Linked DNA regions of Mus musculus: regions 2, 3, 4, 5, 6 and 7 are each linked to region 1. The links are chromatin contacts, called in public ChIA-PET, Hi-C and HiChIP or PLAC-seq maps. All regions are on one chromosome and are shown on one strand. The core of a region is the stretch at or near the end of the contact, and the rest is flanking DNA. Distances in the headings are between cores, read along the strand shown.

The links. A called contact is a pair of places that touch in the nucleus more often than the background predicts. ChIA-PET counts read pairs in DNA pulled down with a chosen protein or histone mark. HiChIP or PLAC-seq counts read pairs in DNA pulled down with a chosen protein or histone mark.
Region 2: a contact with region 1 is called in an H3K4me3 HiChIP or PLAC-seq map of forebrain, with 5 times the contacts expected there. The contact joins the enhancer-like site here to the promoter of Mdga1 in region 1. A contact is called at or near these places in 1 of 484 Hi-C or Micro-C datasets (cortical neurons), 8 of 115 datasets of contacts at active chromatin or transcription factors (craniofacial prominence, embryonic basal ganglia, embryonic forebrain and 5 more) and 3 of 9 other capture datasets (adipose tissue, embryonic stem cells and liver).
Region 3: a contact with region 1 is called in an H3K4me3 HiChIP or PLAC-seq map of forebrain, with 4 times the contacts expected there. The contact joins the enhancer-like site here to the promoter of Mdga1 in region 1. A contact is called at or near these places in 2 of 39 promoter capture datasets (the 3T3-L1 cell line and the SN4741 cell line), 7 of 115 datasets of contacts at active chromatin or transcription factors (embryonic basal ganglia, embryonic forebrain, embryonic hindbrain and 4 more) and 2 of 9 other capture datasets (embryonic stem cells and liver).
Region 4: an H3K4me3 HiChIP or PLAC-seq map of embryonic forebrain shows a contact between it and region 1, with 5 times the contacts expected there. The contact joins the enhancer-like site here to the promoter of Mdga1 in region 1. A contact is called at or near these places in 2 of 39 promoter capture datasets (the 3T3-L1 cell line and the C10 cell line), 4 of 484 Hi-C or Micro-C datasets (the N1E-115 cell line, cerebellum, cerebral cortex and 1 more), 10 of 115 datasets of contacts at active chromatin or transcription factors (astrocytes, embryonic basal ganglia, embryonic forebrain and 6 more) and 2 of 9 other capture datasets (adipose tissue and liver).
Region 5: a contact with region 1 is called in an RNA polymerase II ChIA-PET map of memory CD8 T cells, with 36 read pairs. The contact joins the promoter of Pim1 here to the promoter of Mdga1 in region 1.
Region 6: an H3K4me3 HiChIP or PLAC-seq map of forebrain shows a contact between it and region 1, with 4 times the contacts expected there. The contact joins the enhancer-like site here to the promoter of Mdga1 in region 1. A contact is called at or near these places in 3 of 484 Hi-C or Micro-C datasets (the N1E-115 cell line, bone marrow-derived macrophages and embryonic fibroblasts) and 6 of 115 datasets of contacts at active chromatin or transcription factors (craniofacial prominence, embryonic forebrain, embryonic midbrain and 3 more).
Region 7: a Hi-C map of CD8 T cells shows a contact between it and region 1, with 5 times the contacts expected there. The contact joins the enhancer-like site here to the promoter of Mdga1 in region 1. A contact is called at or near these places in 5 of 484 Hi-C or Micro-C datasets (CD8 T cells, cerebellum, embryonic stem cells and 1 more) and 2 of 115 datasets of contacts at active chromatin or transcription factors (astrocytes and memory CD8 T cells).

The regions. Positions count from the first base shown.
Region 1 is chr17:29,887,268-29,890,013 of GRCm38.p6, forward strand. It overlaps Mdga1 (MAM domain containing glycosylphosphatidylinositol anchor 1), which reads right to left and starts at 1,311. Exons shown (of 17, transcript NM_001368423.1): 1 at 180-1,311. The coding sequence starts at 246. Gm41559 (a long non-coding RNA gene) reads left to right here and starts at 2,634. Exons shown (of 3, transcript XR_003952341.1): 1 at 2,634-2,723.
Region 2 is chr17:30,387,709-30,390,408 of GRCm38.p6, forward strand. All of the region lies in intron 6 of Btbd9 (BTB (POZ) domain containing 9), which reads right to left. Among named protein-coding and RNA genes, the nearest start is that of Btbd9, 190 kb to the right of the region's middle. Within about 2 kb of position 1,358, at least 17 of the 459 cell types and tissues checked have an H3K27ac peak or open chromatin away from gene starts, as enhancers often do. A contact at or near this core is called in cortical neurons and forebrain, where this site is marked.
Region 3 is chr17:30,367,459-30,370,158 of GRCm38.p6, forward strand. The region is part of intron 6 of Btbd9 (BTB (POZ) domain containing 9); the gene reads right to left. Among named protein-coding and RNA genes, the nearest start is that of Btbd9, 210 kb to the right of the region's middle. Within about 2 kb of position 1,408, at least 9 of the 459 cell types and tissues checked have an H3K27ac peak or open chromatin away from gene starts, as enhancers often do. A contact at or near this core is called in forebrain, where this site is marked.
Region 4 is chr17:30,279,200-30,281,923 of GRCm38.p6, forward strand. All of the region lies in intron 8 of Btbd9 (BTB (POZ) domain containing 9), which reads right to left. Among named protein-coding and RNA genes, the nearest start is that of Zfand3, 280 kb to the left of the region's middle. Within about 2 kb of position 1,297, at least 65 of the 459 cell types and tissues checked have an H3K27ac peak or open chromatin away from gene starts, as enhancers often do. A contact at or near this core is called in astrocytes, embryonic cerebral cortex and embryonic forebrain, where this site is marked.
Region 5 is chr17:29,489,339-29,492,038 of GRCm38.p6, forward strand. It overlaps Pim1 (proviral integration site 1), which reads left to right and starts at 1,447. Exons shown (of 6, transcript NM_008842.4): 1 at 1,447-1,887; 2 at 1,987-2,093; 3 at 2,182-2,232; 4 at 2,327-2,693. The coding sequence starts at 1,806. Gm26885 (predicted gene, 26885) reads right to left here and starts at 2,206. Exons shown (of 4, transcript NR_168683.1): 1 at 1,839-2,206.
Region 6 is chr17:30,345,870-30,348,569 of GRCm38.p6, forward strand. All of the region lies in intron 6 of Btbd9 (BTB (POZ) domain containing 9), which reads right to left. Among named protein-coding and RNA genes, the nearest start is that of Btbd9, 230 kb to the right of the region's middle. Within about 2 kb of position 1,307, at least 68 of the 459 cell types and tissues checked have an H3K27ac peak or open chromatin away from gene starts, as enhancers often do. A contact at or near this core is called in the N1E-115 cell line and forebrain, where this site is marked.
Region 7 is chr17:29,393,003-29,395,702 of GRCm38.p6, forward strand. No RefSeq gene overlaps it. Among named protein-coding and RNA genes, the nearest start is that of Fgd2, 33 kb to the left of the region's middle. Within about 2 kb of position 1,274, at least 158 of the 459 cell types and tissues checked have an H3K27ac peak or open chromatin away from gene starts, as enhancers often do. A contact at or near this core is called in CD8 T cells, memory CD8 T cells and pro-B cells, where this site is marked.

The sequences.
Region 1 (2,746 bases), core at 61-2,560:
AATAGCCTAGGACCGCTTCTTGGGCTCGGGAGCAGCCTGCTCGGTCTCCCGGCGCCCAGGCGAGGGCGGAGACGCGGCCATCAGTGCATCCACCAAGCCCCGGCAGCGCGCACTTTGAGCAAGATCTTGTAAAGTTTCCGGGCGGCTCCGCCAGGGTAGAGCGGGACGCTGGCTCTTACCATAGACTCCTTGTCCCCGACAGTGGAAGGGGATAAGCGCCAGAAGTAGAAGACAGGTCACCTCCATCTTCACGGCCAGTGCTTCATCCCCGCGAGGCGGCGCAGCCTGAGAGGCGGCGGGGGGCGCATCCGCCGGGGCACCGCTTTGCCCTCTGCGTTCCCTCCTTTTCCCTGAGTCGCGACGGAGAGGGCGGCGACCGAGACTAGGAGTCTGAGCAAGCCGCGACTCGGCTCTGTCCTCTTCCCACAGGGCGGCTGCCCGGGTGGAGACGCAGGGGGCGCTGCCCCAGACCTTGAAGCCTCTGCGCACCGGGCGCAGCAGCCAGCTCCCTGGCCCAGAAAGCTCGGCCACCGAGCAGTCCTAGGTCCCCAGGGCTGTCCACCGAGGGTGCTGAACGCGGGGGGACCTCTCTGCTGCGGCGGCCGCGCTCCGATCCAACAGGCCACCGATGCCTGACAAACTTGTCTTTTCCCCGCCCAGGGGACGCCCCTCCGCGGAGCCAGGCCAGGAGGCCCGGACTCTGCTTTGGTTAATCCGCTGGCTCCAGTCCTGCAGTAGGTGTGGAGGGCTCCGCAGCCCGACCCAAGGGAGCCGGGCTGGGCGCCCTTCCCGGAGGCGAGGGCGCCGGGTCCCGGTCCTCTGGAGCGCTGGAGCAGCGAGGACTAGGTTCGGCAGCGGGGCGAGCGCTCCGGGTCCCCGAGTCCGCGAAGTTAGCCGAGCCGCCGCCGAGGAATCCGGGGGAGGCGATCGCGTCCCGGCGCCCCCGCGGGAATCCAGAGAACGGTTCCAAAGCAAGAGGGACCGCAGCCAGCAAGGGAAAGAGGAAAGTTTGAGTCCTTTGAAAATAATTCGCGCTCTTGCGGAGGCCCGGGCTCAGGAGCTGCTGGCCGCCTCCTCTCTCCCCGCTCCTCTCCCGCCGTCTGGCCGCCGCCGTGGCATTCCCGGGCTCCGCGATCTCGGGAGAGCGGGGCTGCGCCGCGCCCCAAGTTGGGCGTCCCCGCCCCCCTCCCGGCGGCCTGGGCCCGAGAGGGCCCCAGCGGGCGGGGCCGGGCGGGCTCCGGGGCACCGCGGCCACTCCGGCTCCGGGGCCGCGGGAGCGCTCCGCTCGCTCCCTAACTTGGGCTTCGCTGTGCTGCTTTCTGGTCCCTCCGAGCTTTTCATTCCGCGCTTCCTCCACCTCCCCATCACCACCACCCCGCCTCCCGCTCTCCCTCCTCCCTTCTTCCCTCCTCCCATCTCCGCGATCGGTCTCTCGCTCTCCCACCCTTTGTCGCTCGCTCGCTCTCCTGTTTGATTCCCCTCCAGTTAAAAAAAGGGGAGCCAATTAAAGGCAGCCCAGCTCGCCCGGCCCAGCCTCTGTCCAATTTCCTTGCTTCCCCCAGGACCAATTAGAGAAAACAAAACAGGGCTGGGGGAAGCAGTCTCTCTCTCTCTCTCTCTCTCTCTCTCTCTCTCTCTCTCTCTCTCTCTCTCTCTCTTTCCCCGCCCCCCCCATCTCTCTCTCCCTATCTCCGCCTCCCCCACCAGCCCCCTGGCAGAAAAATGTCAGAAAGCAGCAATGGATCCATCTATCCCGAGGACAGTAGCGGGAACGTGGGTTCGGCGCGGGCTCTGCAGCCGCGCACTCGCACACGCTCTCCGCCCTCCCTTGCACAGCCCAGGCTGGCAAAGCCCTGGCCGGGTGCAAACGCTCGCCGCACGCTCGCCGGGCAAGCACCGGCGGCTGGTTGCTGGGACGCAAGCCTGCAGGGCACTGGACACTTAATGAATGTTTTGCACTTTGGAGAAGGTGATACTGGAGCCTAGGATCGGAGGGAAAGGCCAAGGCGTCTGCTTCTCCTAGACCAGAGCTGGCGCGAGAGGCGGTTGCCTGCTGTCGCTCTGCAGGGATGTTGGCTCGGCTTGGGAATCCCGCCACCTCCACCACCACTACCCGCCCCTGGCAGAGCCCCAGCCCCTTTCCAAGCTGCCTCGGCCTCTCCCCGGGTCGGGCGCCGGGGACGCTGCCAGAGGCACTGAGGAGGAGGACGCGCTTGCAGCTTGCAGTGTCCTAGCTGAGGCCCACAGGTTGCCAACAGGTTTGCCAGCAAGACCCCAGTGCCAGAGCTCCACAGGGACACCCAGGGTCCCCTTCAGCCCGCTTCTCTCAAATCCTGCCTACCCGTGAGACCTCAGGCGTGGCCAAGTGCCCTAGGGGTGCTCGCGCTTCCTGCAGCCAAGCCGGGAAGCCTGTCTCCCCCCACTTCGAGACTCCGTCACCTTAACCCGGCCCTCCCCGAAGCTGTGACCAAGATGTAGTTCCTTCCAGACGCCCTTGGGGAGGGGCGTGGGCTGGGCAGAGAGGCGCACGACCTCCCTGGCGCCTCCGATAGCGTCCTCCCTCCAACCCGGTCCTGCTAATCTTACCTGCTCCACCTGTCGCCGTTATTTATCTCGGCGTGAGCGCAGGGATTGTACTAGAGCGGCCCGTGGGAGCGCGGACAGCACAGCCGCAGCAGCTAACAAGCTCGGAGGTTAGATCCTGTTCAGGATCTGCTGCAATGGTGGGTCCATGACCTCAGGCATC
Region 2 (2,700 bases), core at 108-2,607, 500 kb after region 1:
AAAACAAAACAGCATAATCATATGTTGGCCAAGTAAACAAAAATGACTCCATTTAAAAATAAACAAAGGAGCTGAGTAAGACATCTTCCCAGAGATGACGTACACTTTCAACATCAGCAGGAAGAGGTACGCCACACACAGCACTGCTCTCCAGGAGGAGCCAATCAAGAGCACGGAGTGTCCATGAGCATGAGGACAACCACTGACAGTGTGTTACAGCAGGCGGCTCCGAGGCTCCCCATGAAAAACATTATAGCCGCTCCTCAGAGAGGTCAGCACTGAGCTGCTACAGCTACAGCCACGACAGTAACCTAGAAAGCTCTACACATGCATCTACACAGACACTGGACATGGGTGGTTCCTGCAGCTATTTCAGAAAAGCTCAAAGATTCCATTCCAAGAACCACCTAACCGGCTGACAGGCCTCCTCCTACCACTGCTGACCCTGCGGTACACCGTTATGTCACAGGCGAGAGGGAAGTGCTGCTACTCATCACAGCACAGCCAAAGCTCGAGAACATTTCAAAAAGTAAAATAAGAAAAGACCTTTGGTGTGTAAAGCATATCTCATTTTTAAAAGTGTATCTAGAAAATTAGTAACAAAATAAAGCCATTCATTTAGATTACTGACCCATTTTCTCCCAGCCCCCTCAATCCTGGGTCTTTAATATCTTAGTACACCGTTACACCAAAGTGTGTAAACTGAGCAGGTGAAGGAACAGAACACATGGATGTGATCTTATCCAGCTCAGTCTGAAATAAAGGTGCATTCACTGCTGACAGCTGATCCAGGACAATAAAAGTCAGACTGTAAAGACAGAAAGCCGCAGAGCAGAGCGAGTGAGGAAAAACCCATCCCAGGCTACCAAATACACAGACCTGTCAGCCTGGCATGCATTGAGATCTTACTCTGCCAAACGCAAATTCAAAATAAATATCAGGAATCTAGACAGAGGGAAGCTCAAACAAGCAAAATCATTTCTAGTTGTTAATGCAGATGAGAGAAAATAAACAGATGTGTTTTGTTCTGGGCTTGTTATTATCAAATTGGCACAGGCTGGAAGGCAGGGACACAGGAAGAGCACTGGGGGGGGGGCATGAAATGATGGGGTTCAGCTCACACCTCTATTTCAGGGATATTCAGAAATTACTTCACGGATAGAGGTCAGACCTTCTAGTGTTTGTCAATTCATGCTGCAAGAATGAGGCAAGAAGCTCAGCTGCGACTGCTTGGACCCTCAGTGCTTCCTGCCCAGGGATACAAAGGGATCCTTGGCTCTTCCACACACTGAAGGAGTCAGTCACAATGTACGCATCTCCAAACCAGACAGAAACTGCCTTCTGCTCCTGGCTCAGTTCTAGGATATACTGTGATGCTGGCTTCTGTCCAGAGTGTGCTGAGGAAGGACCTCTGGTGCCTCCACAGCTAACCTGGGCAGGACCGAAGCTGCATGCATCTCTCTCACTTTCAACCTTTTACAGAAAACAGAAGCTCTGTAACTGAAGATAATTTGGAAATTGGCATGAGAATTTAAAAAAAATAAATCCAATTGGACAATTATTGTAAGGCTCCTGCCAACTTTTGGTTCCTTGCCACAGAGAGTAATGATTCCTGCCAGTCACTAGGAAAAGAATAGCTTCTAGAAAAGCCAAGTTTTGATGAAAAAAAAAAAAAAAAAAACCCAGTAACCCTGCATCAGCACATAGCAACTTGTAGGGAGCTGGGGCTCTGCAAATCAGATTCAAATTCAGGAACTTAATTTTTGCTTCTGCAAAGGAGTTCCAGGCTGGGAACAGAGCTCGATGGTAGAATGTTGCCTAGAGTGTGTGAGGCCCTAAGTTCACCTCTCAGAGTAATAAGCAAGCAAACAAACCAACAAACCAATGCGAAGTTCCTGGCAAAGAATAATTATCATATGGCCTTTGCGGTGCAGACCATGGATAGATAACACGTGCTTCAAGGGCAACGCAAAGACCTCAAGTTATTCTGTCCAAGTTTATTCTGTAATGTTGAAAAGCAAAAGAAACAAACCCAAGCCAATACAGGCAGAAAGTAGCCATAGCCCCCATATGTTTCCACATTAAAGAACTAAACAAATTGGGTGTGGTAGCACTCACCTCTAACCCCAAGACTATGAAAGCAGAGGCCAAGAAAGCAAAGTTCAATTCAGCACCTAGGACAGTTCCCCAAATGCCCAGTGAGCTGAGACATTACACTCTGAACACTTTGAGAGAGTAAGCTTTATGAAGGTGGGAGGGAATTGGGAATCAACAGAAGCCTGTAGACTGTCTCTGTAAGAGGATCATTTTTGTTTGTTTGCAACAGAGTTTCTCTGTGTAGCCCTGACTGTCCTGGAAGTCACTGTAGATTCAATTGCCCTGGGTGTTAGGATCCAGGCATGCACCACCCCTGCCCCACTGTTAGAGGATCTCAAGAGGCATGTGCTAGAAAGCTGCTCACACCAAGTGGGCCTCCAAACTGAAACCTCAGCCAAGCAAGCTGGTCCACAGGCGCCTGTGAAGGACAGGGCCAGTGAGGGAGGGGTACCTAGCACCTTGTCTCAAAAAGCGAGACTACATGCTCTCAGTTAACCATGAAGAGCAGCAGCCAAGCTTTAAAAAAAAAAAAAAATCTCTGAATTGTACCACCATCACCAAAGTTTCAGCAAGGCACACAACCACAGTATACAGAACACACAG
Region 3 (2,700 bases), core at 158-2,657, 480 kb after region 1:
AAAGAAGCCAACAGAAGGATGACTATCACGGCTCCTTCTGCTCGGTGGCCTTTGTGCATTCTGAAAGAACTGAGCAGAGTACACTGAAATAAAAGGCACTGTGCTCTAATGTCAAAGTATAATACATCTAAGAGTAGGCTTAATAAAATATGATGTAATGGAAAGATCTGCAGTAAAGAAGACCAAATAAATGGAAAGGTGCATCATGTTACTGGCTAGAAGGACCGGTGTGGGAAAGATGACCACCACTCTCTCTGTCCCCAAAAGCTGGACTGTTGACCTTTTAAACTGAGTGGAAACGAATCTCCATTTTACCATGTCTCATGGAATTGACTGCATGCTCTAGTCTTCCTAAAATCTGTATGTTGAAATCCTAATCCCCAAAGTGACAGCTATTAGAAGCTGGGACATTGAAGGTTACTGGGTCATGAAGGAGGAGACCTTAAGGGGGGAATTAGCACTTTCAGAGACTCTGCTATGGGGTCCCAGCGTTCCTCCAGAGACAAAATGACAAGAACCAGATGGCAGGCCCCCATGTGCCAAATATGTGGTGCCTGCATCTTGGATGTTTCAGTTCTAACTTCGTCTTGTCTATAAAGACTCATTTATGATGTTGTATTTACACAATCTGAATAAATTAATATGCTCATTATTTTAAATAAAAAATAAGACTGTCTTCTTTAAAGTAATACTGCTTTGAAGAAAAATATAAAAGAATATCCTTAAAAGGGCTTCTAAATTTTTTTAATTAGCAAATGGTTCAGTGAGTAAAGGTGTTCCCCTCAATGTCTGAGAACCTGAATTTGAACCTTGAAACCCACATGCTGGAGAGAGCCAATTTCTGCAAGCTGTTCTCTGACTTCTTCATGCACCTCCATACATACATGTATACATAAAATATATAAATGTAAAGTACTTCAGGTATTTTACCCTATGTTTTAAATGTGTTCATTCCAAAATTCAGAGCTTAAAGCCAAATAGCCAATGGGACTGAAGTAAAAGGTGGGTCCTTTAAGAAGTGATTAGATAATGAGATTTCCTCCCATTGTGAATACACACACACACACACACACACATACACACACACACGATCCAGAGATAGAGACTGAGATGAGAAGGCCCATAGCACAGAATTTAGTCTCTTACTGCAGGCCTGTGCTGACAAACTAAGGAAATAACTAGGAATGTGGGAAGTGGGGGAGGGGATTTATTCTCCCATGTCTGAGGATGAATGAATGGCTGGGCAGAAGCAGTGCCTTTGTTGGCCTATCAGCCTGGCAAGCTTGGATGTTTAGTGTGGGATGCTCTAATTTCTTGGTGGCGCCTTGCTGTTTTTCCTCACAAGAGCTGAGCATACACAGGAACACAGCACTCTTCCTGCAGGCTGGCAGCACAGGGAAGCTCTAACCTTCCCTTAGCAATGGGAGTATGTGAGGCACGGTGGTTCTGACTCAGTTACAAGATAAGTGTGCAATTAGCACATATTCTGTCCTTAAATCTCACCTTAAAAGTATTCCTTATTCTTTTAAGCTTGCAATTGATTCTTTCTATAAAATGCCTTGTGATACTGTGAATTAGACTATATAAAAATAAAGCATACTGCATTATATAAAGTTTTACTGCATCTCTGCTGTACCATCAGATGTGCTTGATTCTGTCGGCCTAATTTGTATATCTTTATACTCTCTGAGTAGTTTTCGCCTTATGAAGAATTCAATAAAATGGAATTAAAAGAGACAAAGATTGCTGTCAGATATAAATCCCTTTTTATCTTTCCTCTGAGTCCAGGCCTCCACAAATGGTTCTTTTTTAATATGCAAAATGTACCCTGCCAACAAAAGCCTGCTTAGCTCATACAGAAGCTAGATGAGTTAGCATTTAAAACTATCATAATCCATCTCTGTAAGATATGAAGTAGAAGGTCTTCATAAACAGTCACAAACTGGGAAGGAAAATCAGAGTGTTCAGGCTGGAGAGGACCAGGAAACCGTCTGAGTAGACTAATATATGGTAACTCTGGAATGAGCTGAAACTTCACATGACAATACCTGATTGAAGCAGCCAATTCAACAGAAAACATTCCTGGGATAAAAGAACTTTGAGGCTACCGGGGAATTTGTCTTATCTTGCATGGAATATACTGGCAGAAACGTCCTGCTCTCCATCAGAGCTAAGCATGTATAAACAGCAACACAAAGCTCTTTCCTTTCCTTTTTCTTTTTTTTATATTTTATTTATTTTTTTATTTTGGGGGACAGCTCTAACTACGTAGACCAGGTAGCCTTGATTCTTCCTACCTTGAACTCCCAAATACTGGGATTACAGGTTTGTGCGACCAGGCCCTTCGGGAAACTAATGTTCTATATCAGTATAGAAACTGCATCACGTTTGCGTTGATCTCAACTATCTGAAATTAGGCTTTAGCCTCAGTCTTTGGTTAAGTGTGCAGAGCTTAAGGTCAACTTCCACACTCTGAATGCACTACTCATGATCTGTAATGACACGATCACAAAAGCTCTATCATTTTAACTAGCAAAACCAGCCATCAGAACAGTATACACATGTGTATTTAGTGTTAATATCTGATTATTCACTTTCAAGCAGAGGTGAGCAACACAGGTGAAACTGGGTATGATAATTTCAAGTCCTTAAAATATTCATTACATTTCTCATGTAAATGTTCCGTCTGTGTGTCTGTGT
Region 4 (2,724 bases), core at 47-2,546, 390 kb after region 1:
ACACTCCTTGTGACCTTAAAGAAGATGAGCTCCTTAAGCATACCCCTCCCCCTCCACCCCACTATCAGAAGCCATTTTCAAAGAGGCAGACTTTATCCTACCAGAGAGATTCACAGCCGCAGATCAGGTCTGTGAATGACTGCCACAGACCTCATTACCTAATGAGCACCGAATAAACGCCTGGTGACATTACCGGTTGGCTCCTCCATCTCCCCTTATTCTTACAGTGGAGTCTCCCTAAAAACAGCGAGGTGCTGGCTTTTTATAAAATTGATTAACAGATGTGATTCTGCTTACATCTTCCATAAATGCTCTGGCTGGTTGCATACCATTGATTACCCGGGGCTCAGTTTACAGCAACTAATTGCTCTCCTTGCTGCTGTTTTGATACAAAATTCGATACTGAATATGATTTCAAAACTCTTGTCTTTGTGGCCTGAGTCAGAAGTGACTGGAGGCAAACCCAGTGGACTCAGTTTTCCCTTCTTAAAATAATTGCTCTCTCATCAGTCTGTGAAGAAAGTTTCCAAATTGTAGCATTCTAATTGGAAAGCCTGCATTATGCATGCGATGACAAACTGCGTTGTGCTGAATGGCAGTTTTTTTTATCCCTTTCTTAAAGGATTAATTCCATAGCAGACCGTGAACAATGGCTGAAGCCTAACAGGAGAGATCAACAGCTTCTCCACTGAATTGGGGCCTTTAGACCAGGAGCAAGGGCCTACTGGCCTGTTTCTAATTGCCTAGTGTCTGTGGTAGCCTCCCTGGAAGACATGGAGACACAACACACTGTTGCTGTTGCTAAGAACTTCCTCATTCGGGGAAAACAGCCAACCAAAGCAAGATCAACAACCAGGCTATTAGTGACGTTATACATTATTGAATTCACTTATAAATGGTCAGTCAAAGACATTCATAACCTCAAAAAAGTATAAATAACATTCTTAGACAACCAACCTTTAAGTTCCTCAGAAATATTGTCTTTCACTAAACATTTCCAAAAATTCTTTACCAGGCACGAAGCACCATTAGGTAAATCTTCGAATCTACTTAAGCTCACCCCATGACCTTCAATGTGTGCCTTGGCTGGGTACCTGGGGTTCTTTCAGTCTCAAGCTGATAGCCCTCTGCATATGTACTGGAGGGCTTGGATGACTGTGCGCCACATGGCATTCTCTCTGAAAACTGCCTGCAGTCCCATTTCAAAACGGTGTGGGAGTTCCTGGGCCCAGTGTGTCCTGCAATCCTGGTTGCAGCCTAGGAAGCAGACGCTTGCTGAGCTAATCACACTTCCTGCCTCAAAACCAGAGGGTGTGGCCTCAATTGGCCCTGCCCCTTACATGAGATAATGAGGAGGCGAGGAGGCAGACACTCCTGGGCGGCACCAGGAGGGAAGGAGCCGTGGACACCTAGTGGGGCTGCTGCTGACACAGGCAGGCCCACCATGTGCCACCAGGGTTCATGAGAAATTACCCAATCACAAGGAAGCTCCCTTTATGGCTTAAACCATCTTTACTTGGCTTCTGTCACTTGGAACCAATCAAGCTAAGAGCACACTTGAGCAAGGTCTTCCTGCTGCAGGAGAGGTGGTTTCTGTAGAGGTTGAGAGAGGCTGGACTGAGGTGTGGGATGACAAGGCGAGGGGTGAGGACTGGCTCAGTGAGGGAGCTCTGCAGGGACTGGACTGTGCACTGACTAATTACCAAGCACACTTCAAAACCACCAAGCAGGGGGGTTGGGGAGCTTGACCAGAGGGAAAAGGAGGCCACAGTGCAGGTCCAAGGATCCAAGGGGCAGGGAAGTACTGTGTACTACTGGGCTGAGGGGTAGACTGAAGCCAGAACAGAGATCTGGAAACAGATCAGATGCTGCAACCAAGTGGGGATCTAAGGCACTTGAGCCTCATTGAAGAATATAGTTCTCACTGTTCTGGTGCAAAGAAGACAGACACAATGTGAGAGCCCTTCTCTGACTCCTATGGTCAACAGGGGCAGACAGCCAGTGCAGCTATCTGATGTTGCTCCAGACTGACTAGTGATAAATGGAGTTTCCCACAAATGAGAGGGTTTCTTGTTGTCTGCCATGGCATCTGATAGTGTGCCTCTCCTCCGGTTAGGAGCAGGGTCCAACTGAGCAGAGCTGCTGGAGGACCCAAGTCCAAAATGAGATCCTCAGCAGAGTCTGAAGAGGACAAACGCTGCCCTGAAGATCCCAGAAATGAGAAGACTGAAGGAGCTGTGGCCACAGTGGCCAGGCCTCCAAGGACACAGCCTCCTAGGGCAGAAGGAACACTGGACTTCTAGAATCAGGAGGGAACTGCAAGCCGCTCACCAGAAGGAAGGTGTTCTTGGCAAGTACACTAGGCAGAACCCATCAAGGCCTCCACGTACTGTGGGACGCTGCTTAATCTCTCAAAGCTAGGGCACCTTCTGTTACACTTACAGCCAGGCGGCTGACAGGGAGAGCTGGGAAGGGCAGGGTCCAGCCTTCCTTCTAAGGCATTCTCAGATGACCTGACTCTTCCACTAGGCCTTACTTCTAAAAGGTTCCTCCATCGATGAAAACATCTCTGTGACAAAATACTTGAGGTCATAAGCTTTAAAGAGGGTCAGCTTTCTTTTGGCACACAGGTTTTTGCCGTTTTTGCTTTCACCTTGATCTCTCCATGCAGACCAGGCTGGCCTCTAACTCACAGAGATCTGTGTGCCTCTGCTCCCAAGTGTT
Region 5 (2,700 bases), core at 197-2,696, 400 kb before region 1:
AAAGGAAGCATTTAAACGCGTGCGCTAATGACTACATCCACAACAGGCTCGTTCCTCCTTTAAAGATCTCTCAGACCTAAGAACAACAACAAAAATAACGAACAAGGGGTGTAGCTGGCTGTCCATGACTCTGGCCACCAGTATCTCAGTTTATATGGATTACACAGAATGAGAGTTTACCCATTTCCACACGTCGTTATCAACTCTCCATGAAGTTCAAAAGGACAAAAGATGAAAGCGGACTCGGCTAGCTTTCCGTGGTATTTCCACGTGCATGTGGGGACTTTCCTTTGAGACAAGGCTGGGGTGGGGGCCAATAATATCTGGTATCGCCTGACTGCTAATACCAAGCTGATGAGAAGGTAACTACCGCAACAACCTCTGATTAAACCCAGCGGCACCCTCCCACCCTCGCCCGCGATCAGGAATTTTCCTGCTCCTCCCGCCCTCTCAGAAGGGGCTGAGGCAGCATTTGGCAAGAGAAAGCTAACGTTTGTGTCGTGATTTCCTCTCTCAGGCGCTCGGACATGGACCGAGGGGATCAGGTACCCCGGGTCCCTTCTAATTCTCTCTGCATTTCTAAATTGAGAATCTTTGTCACCGGCTCCTCGCATCCCAGGTCTCCCCCACTTTTCCTCGCAGGCCTGTGACTGGCCTCGGTGTGCAAAATGCCGGTGACTCACGTCTTGCACAGCCTTCGCCCCCAAAAACACAATCATCACCCCCAGGATCTAGCCCACATAACATCGTCAACCCGCCCCAGCAGCCTTGGAGGTCTCCGGGCTGAGTCACACCAGAGGACCACCCTGGTCGGCATCCACACACACGCGGTCCCTACTCATGGCTTCCGCGCCCGCCACACCAACGCCCTTCCATTTCTCACAACTTGCTACGCTCCAGCTCCAATCCTCGACCCCCCTCCACAACCCAAATCTCCGGGAAACACAGAGCCGGCAGAGCTGGCCTCGGGCGGCCTTTGATGGCTTTGTTATTGTTTGGGTTTGAATCGATACGCCCCTCCCCATCCTTCCTCCCCCGCCCGCGCGCGCCACCCAGCTCCCGCCTCCCTGCACGCCCAGCGCCCCTCCCCCTCCGTTTTGGCGCCTTTTCCTTCCCGCCACGTCGTGGCGGCGTTAGCGACCATTCTGACCGCGAGGCGAGAGGCGGGGCCCGCAACGCCTTATGCAAATAGGGCGTCTTCTGGTTGGCTGAAGCCGCGCCCGAGGGCGGGGCCGGGGAGAGGGGTGTAGCCGCGAGGGGGCGGAGCGGAGGGGAGCGGCCCTGGTCCCGCCGCCTCCCCGCCCCCTCTCCGCCCTCCGCCGCCGAGCCAGCCCGGCTCCCCACCTCGGCCTCCCGGAGAGGCCCCGCCCCGTCCCCGCCCGCCGCGCGCGCCCTCCCCAGCGGCGCGCTCCGCCCCTTTACTCCTGGCGGCGGGGCGAGCCGGGCGTCTGCAGCAGCGGCCGTGGCGGCGGAGGAGGCTGGAGGGGAGTCGGCAGTGCCGGCGGCGGGATCGGCAGTAGCAGCAGCAGCAGCAGTCACAGTCAGCAGCAGCCCTGGGTCCCGCAGCGCCTCTCGCCCTGCCGCCTCCCGCACTGCCTGACCCAGCCGGCGAACCCGCCCGCGGCCAGCCCCGCCAGCGCCCTCAGTCGTCCTCCGACTCGCCCTCGGCCTTGCGCGCCAGCCGCAGCCAGAGCCGCAACGCCACCCGCAGTCTGAGTCCCGGCCGTCGGCTCAGCCCCAGCTCGCTCCGCCGCCGCTGCTGCTCGTCCCGGCACCGGCGCCGCACCGACACCCTGGAGGTGGGGATGCTCCTGTCCAAGATCAACTCCCTGGCCCACCTGCGCGCCGCGCCCTGCAACGACCTGCACGCCACCAAGCTGGCGCCGGGTGAGTGTCCCCACCCCACCCTGGGCGCGCGGGTCGTTGGGACGCCGGGAGACCCCCGCGTGGGTCGAGCGCGCTGAGTGTCCCGTGCCTCTTTCCTAGGCAAAGAGAAGGAGCCCCTGGAGTCGCAGTACCAGGTGGGCCCGCTGTTGGGCAGCGGTGGCTTCGGCTCGGTCTACTCTGGCATCCGCGTCGCCGACAACTTGCCGGTGAGTGGGCAACGCCGCCTCGGGGAGGGCGCGCGGAGGGATGCTTTGAGCAGGAGGGTCTGATGGAGACTCGGGGGTCTTCTTCCAGGTGGCCATTAAGCACGTGGAGAAGGACCGGATTTCCGATTGGGGAGAACTGGTGAGTGAGCCGGAGCCAGAGACCCTCTCATGGGTGGGTGGGTGGCGACGGGCGTGCCGGAACCGGCGCGCTAACCCTCGCCCTCACTCTGCAGCCCAATGGCACCCGAGTGCCCATGGAAGTGGTCCTGTTGAAGAAGGTGAGCTCGGACTTCTCGGGCGTCATTAGACTTCTGGACTGGTTCGAGAGGCCCGATAGTTTCGTGCTGATCCTGGAGAGGCCCGAACCGGTGCAAGACCTCTTCGACTTTATCACCGAACGAGGAGCCCTACAGGAGGACCTGGCCCGAGGATTCTTCTGGCAGGTGCTGGAGGCCGTGCGGCATTGCCACAACTGCGGGGTTCTCCACCGCGACATCAAGGACGAGAACATCTTAATCGACCTGAGCCGCGGCGAAATCAAACTCATCGACTTCGGGTCGGGGGCGCTGCTCAAGGACACAGTCTACACGGACTTTGATGGTGAGCC
Region 6 (2,700 bases), core at 57-2,556, 460 kb after region 1:
ATCTCCTTTCTTGGAGAGTTCAACCTCAGTGTCTAGGCTGCTTACTGATATTCTGATTCCGCTTTAATACAGCAACTCTCTAACAATACTTCCTATTCTCTAACTCTTCCTTCTCATGGCATTCTTGGTATAAAACTGCTGTTGTTTGTTAATCTCTCTAAAGATGGCAATGGCTTTTTGAAGTTTTCATTTCCCTATATACAAGCAAACAAACAACAGAAACAGGCAACTGTGGGCAAAAGCCCCCTTTTAGGTCCTTCAGCTTACCTTCTCATGGGCTGGCCAGATTAACTAGGGAGAGATCTCTAACTCGCTGCAAGGAAGAAGGATAAGGACCGAGATGCTAGTGTTCTGGAAGCAAGTCATAAAGCTGGACCCAAAACTGCCCATCTCTGTGCATATGGGTGTGTGTGTGTGTGCGCGCGAGTGTGTTAGGGTATTAACAATGCAGGGTTCTGTCTCTACAAGTGATGAGTTCACCCCTGAAGTATGGCCCTTCTTAACTGTGCACCCCTGGCTTAGCATGCTCTTATTTTGCCCTCATCAGTTAAGTTCCCAGTTTTGCACTCTGGCTGGGGAGAACGGTCAGGTTGTATGCAGTGGGGAAGTGGGCACTGGTCCTCCTCCCTTCAGCCCTTTCCTGCCCGGTGCACTGTTGGTGCTGTGCAGGTGCCTCGTGCCTTTCTGAGGGTGCACTTGTTCATGGGCTTCACAGTTTGCTCTTTTCCATATGATCAGGGTTTATGTCTACACAGCCTTGCTTGTGTTTTGCTAGGGTTCTGTTCTGAAGGGTGTGAGAACTGAGGTATGTTCACGGTGTGACCACCACTAAAGCCTTCACTACCTGTCATAAGGGAATGCCCATCTCTTTGGATATTCAGAGTTCCAGCAAGGACCTGTAGGGCCTTTTGCAGTCTGAGACCTGTAGCCTTCAAGTTTCTGTGGCCACTTGAAAACTGGTAGGCAGGACCATTTCCATCTCCACTTCAGCCTTCGGGCTACAATTCTATTCCTTATCCATTCCCTTCCAACTGCCTCTCCAGCCTCTTAGCCCCAGTCCTCCTACCAGGTCCTCAAATATTTGTCTTAGCCAACAGAGCCATTTCATCTTCTAGGCTGTTATTTTCACTAATTAAATGTCCGAACAAGGAGACATCCAGACAGTCCTATAAATTATCACCATTCTGCGGGAAGATTCAAACGACTGACTAGTTTTGTTAGCCGCAGTCTTTCTCCCCTGGGTAGAAAGGGGGATGTGTTAATTCCCACTGGGTAAAGATAAAGTAATTCAGCTCATCGGCACACTGCCACAGCTGCACAGATGGCCCCGGCCGCTCTGTTTATCTTGATAACTGTGGAAAACACCATCTCCTCCCCTTGCCTCTCTCCAGCACAATCACCAGCTCCACATGTACACCGGCTGATTGCAACCCTCTGGAGCAGAGACCTGTCTGGTGTTCTTCCTGCATATCTGCCATGCACCCTTCCTTTGTTGCTGCCGCCTCAGATAACAGCTGCTGCAGGGTACCTGATAGACTCAGCTGTGGGTCCTCTGGATGCTCCCAAATACCCCAGCTCAGCCAGCTGCATCAAAGCAGAGCCGTGGGAAGTAAGCACGAAAGGAGGCGGAAGCGCACAGTCACACCCTCTTTAATCATTATACCTACTGCAGCAGCTGTAGCAGCAGGAGGCAGAGGCCCGGGGCAGGGATGCAAAGATCTAATAGCTCCTGGCCTGCCAAGGATACCTTCTGGGATGCCAAGTGGGATGCCGAGTGGGATACTGGGAGAGCAAAACCCAGGGAGAGTACATCAGGACCCACTGCCTTAACTACTTGATCAGGAAGCCCAAGGAAAGCATTAGACGGGCTGTTCTCCTGGGCTGGAGTGAGTCACACAGGAGTAAGGCCAGACACAATGTTTTCAATCTCTGTTGCCTCTGTCCATCTCAGTACAGTCCAGTTAAACATAACGGCCACCATCCTTGTATGTCAGGACAAGTCTCACATCTCAGGACACTGCTCAGTCTCAGGAAACCGAGTTCATCCAGGCCACCAGCAGCCACTTCCACTCTGGAGGCACTGAAGCCGAGTTGATTCACATACATCTCACTCAGCACCTCCATCTTTCGGGCCCACTCACTCCCACCCCACAGCCACTCCTTGGCCTGTACCACACAGTTACAAACAAGGGTGGCAACGGTCAAGGCCTGCTTGTGCCTGACCTGCCCCAGAAGCCAAGGCTATGTTGACTCAGCTCACCCAGTTTCTTTTCTAGAGACCCTGTCAGAAGTGCAAGGCATGGAGCCCACAGAGCTGAATCAAAACAACCATGGCAGAGACTGAAAATCAAGCTTGTCTCAGTGTACAGGGAAACAGCGCCTCCCTGAATAACTTCACTGCTAAAGCTTAGAAGGACAAAGCCAGAGAACACTCCCTGGCCCAGGGCTGGATAATTCTGTGTGAACATCACTCTGGCTTGCTTTGCCCTCCCCTGCTCTGGCCAGCATCAGGCCACTTCACTGCTTACTATCAGGGAGGTAGATGGAAGGCAACTTCTCCACTTGAAGGCAGATTTCTCAGGAAGAATGCTCAAGCTCTGGGCTCATAAGTAGGAAGGGAGGATGGGTGTGGAAGCTGGGGTAAAATCTGTTAATAATTTGACTCCTTCTAACTCTCAAACTGAGAAAACTGCTGAGTCC
Region 7 (2,700 bases), core at 24-2,523, 490 kb before region 1:
TAGGAGTGGTTGGTCCCCATAACCCCTGGGTAGCTGCCAGGGATGTTAAAGGGCCTGAGCGAGTGTCCAAATGCTTTGGTAGACCCTATATTTAAATACAACCACAACGTGTATAATTTACACAGCCACGCTATGATTGTGCAGTTAACATTAGATGGATACTTAATAACTCCATTCTTACTATTGGAACATGGTGCGAGAACGGGATCCTGAGAGGTGAGTTCTGAGTGCTAGTGAGAACACTTGATTTCTTCAAACACAGGGAGTTGTCCTTGAAAAGGTACTTTTGTGCCCCTCACAGATGTAGCAGATAGGAGCGCGTTTACTTCAGATTATTTATTACAGCTGGCTATTATGTGTTTATATGCCTCCATGGAAAAGCACTTTTGCCACGTGTGGACAAGCAGCACTTTACCCTACGCTTGCGACTGCACCGCCCACCATGTGATTGGACACTTTACTCACGTGACTCAGAGTTTAGCTTGTCTGCTGCTCTAAAACTGGCTGTTGGATGAGCCTTTAGTCCCCTTGGTTTTTTAGGCTCCACTATCCCAGGTTCACACCGCCAATCAGAGTGCTAACCGCCTATCAGATACTATTCTATTGTGGAACCAAGACTAACCCCTCCCCTGCTGTGGCTGCAGACCTGTCAGTGGCCTGGGGCATTGTGACCAGAGATTCAGTTGTGTACCCTTTAAGACTCTTCCAAGGAAATCCCAGTATATGCTGGAGGGAAACCCCATCAAAGTACGCAGGAGTCTGTGTCAACACCCAACACTGTGGGTACAGGGTAGGTGGGGGTGTGGCTTCCGGCTGGCTTGCCACTAGGCCAGAAAAAACCCCACAGATCTGGGGTATGACTGTCCACCTCAGAGTCCCATTGTAGAGCTGAGCTTGTAGATGCCTTTTGAGCTCCTAAGCCAGGCCTGACATTGGAAAGTTGTAGAACTTAAGCTCTTGGCCGTACTCAAAGGTCCATGAGCATGAGTCTCCTCCACGCAGAGCCTTGTGGGAGACCGAGGATGGGGCTAAAGGGGGTGGGGTTCCTGGTGCCCCAGGTGCGAGAGCAAAGGATCGCCTACTTTTAAAAACAAAAACAGGACATTAGTGAACTATAAACACTCCAAAGAAAAAAGAATAATAATGGTATATTATGACATTTCCCCAAAGCTGTTTATCTGAAATTCCGATTTAACCCCACCACCGCCACAGCTGTGCATGCTCTACCACAACAGCCTGAGTCATTCAGCCGGTGACCTTCAGGCAAATGTTTTTTTTTTGAAGGGAAACAGCATCACGGTTGGGGGAATCCCCAGCTGTCATCAAAACATGTGTTGGCATAGTAGAAACCCCCAAATAATGTCGTGAGCTGGAAATAGAAAAGGTGACAAGCCTAAGTGCCTTAGGGCGGGTAGGCTTTAGGACTTGGAAGGTGTCCACAGCTGGAATGCTGGCTCCTTCTGCACATCTGGCTGCAAGTGTGGGAGAATAGAGAGAGAGAGAGAGCAGACTTTCTAAGCAGAACCTGTTGAGGGAAGAGTCTCCTCCCAAGACAGGCTCCCAGCTTTAGAAATGACGACTCTGTCTCTTTCTTCACGGACACTTTGTGGGGATTATAAGAGGAAGTGAGTCTGAAGCGCTTGGGACATGGTTGCCACCTGCAGTCAATGGTGGCCATTCTAAGTTGCTGTTTGTTGCCCAGGTGAGCTCTCTTAAGATCCTGTGACTCACTGGGCAGTGGCAGGGCACATCTTTAATCCCAGTACTTGGGAGGCAGAGGCAGGCAAATTTCTGAGTTCAAAGCCAGCCTGGTCTAGTTCCAGGACAGCCAGGGCTAAACAGAGAAACCCTGTCTCAAAAGAAAAAAAAAAATCCTGTGACTCTAGGTAAGGAAGGAACGTACCTCAGCTGGTGACAGTGACTCCTACATGCAGGAAGCCCTGGGTTGGACCCTCAGCACTGAGAGTGGTGGTACTTGCCTGTGGTCCCGCATTTAAAAAGGTGAAGGCCAGAGGAGGTTTAGGGCTTCAGAGGTTCCCCTTGAGGCTAATGTAGGCTTCCTGAGACCTCTCTCTCTCTCTCACTCTCTCTCTCTCTCTCTCACACACACACACACACACACAGAGAGAGAGAGAGAGAGAGAGAGAGAGAGAGAGAGAGAGATGGTAGGAACGGTGTATATTCTTTAGTCATAAGTGGTTCTAGGTCAGGACCAGAAGCTACAGGGATTTCTCTGTCTCTGCTCTGATTAGATTTTGCTTTTTGTCAGCAAAGTCTGGAGAAAGAGACTGCAGCTTAACTTTGAGGGTCCAGGATATGAGCTCCTATAGTAGCCCCTGAGTGTGTTGGTGGGACCGGGAGCAGACCTGGAGGATCTGGAATGGCCCCAGAGAACACAGCTCACTTCCTCTTGTGCCAGGCCCACCCAGAGGCCCCAGCAAGTGCACTTCAGTTAGAGCCTAGCTGGGAAAACCCCTGGAGTACAATTTCTCTTCCTTCAACACTCGGGTTTCTTAGAATGAAACTGAAAGCCCACAGGAGAAACTGCCACTTCTCCTTCCCCAGAAGGAGGAACTTGGACTCCCCTGACAGGAAAGTTCGAGTGGGGCTTCTGGGAATCCACCACCACTTCCGTGCTGAGGAAAACCGCAGGCAGGGGTGGGGGTAGGCTAGGGGACCGCTGCGGACCGGTCACCATCT